2 separate regions of the Drosophila melanogaster genome follow, and region 1 is linked to region 2. The links are chromatin contacts, called in public Hi-C maps. All regions are on one chromosome and are shown on one strand. The core of a region is the stretch at or near the end of the contact, and the rest is flanking DNA. Distances in the headings are between cores, read along the strand shown.

Region 1 (2,700 bases), core at 29-2,528, 370 kb after region 2:
TTAAATATTTCAAGCCGTACTTAAATAAGTTTCAACTTATGTTTTGGGCACCTCTGGGATCGAGAGAGTGGAAAGAGGGACTGAAAGAGCGGTAGGACTCCAAAGAGCGTGCGCACGGCTCCTCCCTCCGCCCGCGCGCCAAGCGTGAGAAAGAGGGGCGTAGGGAATACACAACACACACACATTCGCTCACGCAACACCCACACACACGCGCGCGAAAAGGAGGTCCGTGTGTTCCAGTTGTTGTTGTGATGGGAGAGAACCGAATCTCGCATTGTTGTTGTTGCTGCTGCTGCTGGAATCTACATACCCAGAATAAAATGTTTATAAGGACCATCAGATATTTGACGCACGAACAGCAGCCGTTGAGACCCATGGCGCGGATTGATATTCTTAAATAGGTAACTCCTTAAAAAGTAGCTGCAATTTAACTGGTTTTTCAACCACTTGGAGATGCTCTTTTTCCAAGGAACCCCGAACTGCAGTGTCGCCTGCACTTTTCGACCTTTTGCACTTTTTCAAAACACCCGCTCGATTGTACTATATTTTTCAAATTTTTTTAAAATTTCCCGTGCTAAAATCCACCGATTTGAGCCACTGTTTGCGCGATTGGCCGTTGCACCCGATTTGTTTTAAAAATTTTATTTGTGCATCGAGGCGTCCGTCCAACGTAAAATTCTTGTATCAGTGCGACCATTAGCTCGGCCGTTCAAATATACCAGCGGGTATAGAAAGGCTAAAAACCGAAAAGTGGTGACCCTTAGAAGATACCAAAGAAGTGGTTGAATAACTTTGATGAGGCTTAGCATGGCTTGCAACCTGCTTGGATTTGCAGCCTATACGCAAACCAAAGTGGCCTATCGATATTTTGGATAAGTTCTATTGCCAATTTTCCCAATAAAATAAAAACTTCACTTGAATGTTAAAAGTAATTTAGTTTCAGTGTTTACATAATGTTCAAATAACCTTTTGATTGTTATTATGAAAGTTAAAAATTAAAAATTTAGATATTCTAACTAACTATTATCCCCAATGTTTCAGCTATAATCACCATATTTAAAGTAGATTTCATTTTAAAGTATAAATTTGTGGTTGTTTACATTATTTTAACATGTCTATTTAATTATTACTATGAAAGTGGGTAATTGAAAATTAGGATATTCCAGGTTTTTGATTTACTTTGGCTATGATTTTCCCAAAATATTTAAATCTGTAAATGTAAACAGTTTGAAATGTGACCTTAATAGTTCATGCTTTGTTCATTCTTCTGCGAAACGGTCACACTGTTCGCGCAGGCGAAAATGGCCTAAAGCGTGAAATGTTTAATTCGTTGTTGTTTCTCCTCCGCAATAGTTACTAATAGAAACAAATGCAAAATGGCTGTCTAACGTTTAAGTGCAGCGACCGCCGAAGATCGTGGAAATATGCATGAAAAGCGGCTCGCAGGCAAATGAAAGGCGCGTGAAAATGTAGCAGACACCTTTTTATCGCGAAAACGAACATCGGTGCAAAGGGAAAAACAAAAACCAAGGAAAATACAGCCAAACGCGAATGTGAATGTGAAGGCAAAGTAAGCGAAAAGTCCCCCAACTTTTTTGGGGAGTATCGAGTGCACCACATACGTTTTTCAATATATATTTCGATTGCATTGAAATCAGAAACATGACAATTTCCCCCCTTCCCTTATTGCTGTTGTTGTTGTTGTCGGCTTGTTGCAAGTTTGTGTGAGTGTGTCTTGTAATTTTGTTACGCAGTGGAGCGAAGTTGGAGTTTTGTGGAATGGAAATGGAATGAAGTGGAACGAAGTGGAGTGTAACCAAACACGAAATGGAAAAACGAGGAAAAAACCTTAAAGCGCAGCCTAAGCTTTAGTCGTACTGAAAATTTCTCAAGCGCTGCAAGCCAGTCTTTGCCAAAGTAAAGCCCCTACCTCCCCCCCCCTCTTTTTGCATAATAAACGAAAAACGTTGCGCCCACTTTACGCACTTGTTTTTATGCTTTCCGCGTTCAGTGCACTTAAAAACTTAATTGGTTCCCCCGTCGGCGGTGCTAATGTAGCGCATTTCACTGTTTTCAACGTAAATATAATTATATTAGCAAACGTTTACAAGCAAGATTGGATTAGTAATATGTAGTAGCTTGCTAGAAATCCTAATAAAAATGTGAATAATAATATATACGGTTTCATTTAATATTTTGAAAAGTTTTAATAGAAAAAAGTACAGCTTTTCTAAAAGCTACCCTTATATTGTGTTTCTTTCTCACGAAATAAACTACTGTGTAGAAGGTAGCGGTAAATATTTATGTTTAAAGTCCACTCTCTTCTATGTTAGAGGTATACCCCTCGCCCCTTGGCCACTGCGAATGCTGTATCTTCGCCAATTTCACTTTCACATTCGTCGTGGGCAGTTACAGCGAAGCCAATTGCTTGGTACTTCTTTTATTTTGTTTTTGTTCCCCACTTTGGGGCGTTTCAAATTAGAAAGTGTTTGCGTGTGTGTGTGCGCATATGTAAGTTTATGCGTGAGTGATGCGAGCGGCGTTTTCTCAATGATTTTGGCTAATTATGTAGCTCATTTTCGATAACCGCTTTAAACTGTGAAAATTGTGTCAACTTTGGATACTGTAACTTTACACCCGCCACATAATTTCATTTTAATTAGCGCTCGTTAACAGTTTTCCATCTCCCCTCTCCATTTT
Region 2 (2,700 bases), core at 102-2,601:
GGGCAAAAACTGCTCCTTTGACCTGTCTGCCTCAGTCACTGTTGTTGCTGTTGCTATTGTTATATATTTCTCCTTCTTTATCGCCCGAAGCTCTGCAAACAAGTTTCTTGTGTCCCGACAAAAAAGGAACCAACATGAAAAAATGGACCAAACAAAATAAGGGAAAATATATTACAGAAAAAAACTCTTTTTCGCCGTCAGCTGCTCGATTGCAGAAAACTCGTTGCGCTTGTTGCGCGTTTTGTTGTGAATTATAAAGAAAATAAAAAAAGGAGCAAATTTCATGAAATCTTGCTTAGGAATGGGTAGGCCTTTGATGTTTTTAGGCCGTCTAATAAGCCGCTGAAATTATTGTTTTAGATTTTTTTCTTCTGATTTGGGAGCGCCCGTCTGCGATTTTGCAAAAAATTTGTGTAAATTTTGAATTTTGCGGGGGCGTGCCGACATTTGGTAATTGCGGTGGGTGCAACAGGCGACAAAAACGCTATAAAATAAGCTATAAACTGGGATTAAGTCGTTGTTTAACAATCATATAAAAATGGTAAAGGTAAAATAATAATAAAGTGTGTGTTAAATAAAAATTACAATATTACAAGCATTTCCTTCAAATTAATTAAATTAAATTTTTTATTGCACTTAAGCAACAATTTTAAAGTACCGAAAAATACCAAGTAAATACCAAATGATGCTCATTTTCATTTCCCCACTGAAAAAGCCACAGCAACAACACTACGTCGCAGCATACGGGACCGGAAGTTAGAGAGCGCTCGAGTGCGAACGGGACAACAGTATGAGTCCCAAAAGTTGTTGCTGTCTCCCCAAATGGCGTTTTTTGAGCGACTTCGCCGCAAACAACAACGCGCTCTCAGTTTATGGGAGAGAGAGTTTGCTTGTTTTTGTTCCTTCGCTGGTGGTGTGGTGGGGGCGAGTGAACCGCTTATGTTGTGGGTGGTTGTTGCCATCGCATCGCAAGAGAGAGAACGATTCCGCTCTCCTTTTGGATTACCCTGTACTTCAGAAATTCCCAGAGTATATTGCGTTTGCAGAGTATTATTTTAAAATATATTTTATATTATATCTATTTTTTAAATAAAATTCCTAAAGTAATTTTTTAAATTATATTTATCATTGGGAAGTTAAGCTTAGTGTATCTAAAACTTATTGTATCTAAAAACCGGGTATCTGCAAGTTGGAAAACTCGACCACTTGTTTTATTTTATTATGCTTGCCGCAAACGACAAACAACCGAGAGAGATAGATCGACAAAGAGAGGAAGAGGTATAAAAAGCGAGAGGCGGTGAGAGAACTTTTCCGCGGGGGCCGCTTGTACTTGTATCTGTATCTTTCGGACTCAGTTTGCCTGCGACCGTTACAACAGCCAGTTGATTCGAAGCGGAGCGATTCGTGGATTCGTTTTCATCGTGTCGTCGTCGTTTTGTCGTTGATTTCCGTTTGTGCATGCAGATAAAGCCAGGTCTTAACTTGATTCTGGACTGGGCCGAAAATCGAAATCGAAACCGAAGTGGGCTAATGGAAAATAAACAAACAAACAAAGCTTGAATTTTGTTTGCCGCGCATTTAAAGTAATTCCTATTTGTCGCCCCTAGAAAATACAATAATAAGAAAATCTGTTTCTGACATGTTGCATGACTGAATTAAATTACGTGTTAAATTGTTAAGCTAAATGAACAAACCGCATCCATAAAACGGATGCCAGTGCATGCAAATTAATTAAAAATACGATTCGAAATCTCTCTACACATGCATGCACAACCCATCAAGCTTTATTCAAATCAATGACTTGAGCGGCTAAATAAAATATGTATTTCATGGCTATTAAGATTATAAACAAAATTTATCATTAAATCTAAAATCAACTTTCATGGTTTATTAACTAATGATATGTTTAACTAATGAATGCCAAAACATAAAGCAATTTAATTCGCTATGACTAAGAGACCGATAATCCATACAAAAGACGAGTTCAAGATATGTGTGTATAAATAATATAAAACAATGAACTCTCAGCTCGAGATAAAAAGCCCAGTAATTTGACTAAATAAAACATGTGTAATTAAATAAGTGCTTTACTAATAAATTGATACAAAATTCAATTCAAATGGATTAAATTTATATCAAATTTCGATTCGAGATTGGTGAACATTTGTGCACTGGAGAAAACCATCAATTTTTAAAACAGAAAAATCCATTATCAAACTACAAGCTGTGGTTAATGTTTACTGTGGTTGTTGTCGGTGACTAGCTCAGTTTTATCAACAACAACAATTTTGCGTTTCAGTTTTGTGTATTTCTCAACGAGTTGTGTACGATAAGAACTGAAAGGAGACCTAAGATTTGAAGAAAATCAGAAATGGCTCTAGGGAACTAACGATAATGAAATATTTTACTACAATTTAACAAATTGTCGTTATTTAAAAGAAATAAACACGCATAAGCCCGTGTACAGTTCAAAATCCCATGGAATATGTGACAATTAAATTAATTAAGCTTAAACAACAGATACGATAACTGAACACTTTCCAACCGAAATAAATTTGATTTGTAAATTTCACATAAATCAAAGCGAAATAGCTGGCAATCCTTCCCTTCAACTGAATTAAACAATTACTCTTTGTTTCTCAGTTTTAAGCATTCAAAATCAACAAAATGCGTCAGCTGCGAGCTGAGCTTTAAAAGAAA

What was found. A called contact is a pair of places that touch in the nucleus more often than the background predicts.
Region 1: a contact with region 2 is called in a Hi-C map of the Kc167 cell line, with 3 times the contacts expected there. A contact is called at or near these places in 3 of 107 Hi-C or Micro-C datasets (the Kc167 cell line, larval central nervous system and wing imaginal disc).

Annotation. Positions count from the first base shown.
Region 1 is chr3R:25,880,706-25,883,405 of dm6, forward strand. SppL (Signal peptide peptidase-like) reads left to right here and starts at 1,279. Exons shown (of 7, transcript NM_143180.2): 1 at 1,279-1,570. It overlaps Tsp96F (Tetraspanin 96F), which reads right to left and starts at 722. Exons shown (of 5, transcript NM_001276048.2): 1 at 311-722. The coding sequence starts at 376.
Region 2 is chr3R:25,514,767-25,517,466 of dm6, forward strand. msi (musashi) reads left to right here and starts at 1,352. Exons shown (of 7, transcript NM_001276031.1): 1 at 1,352-1,583.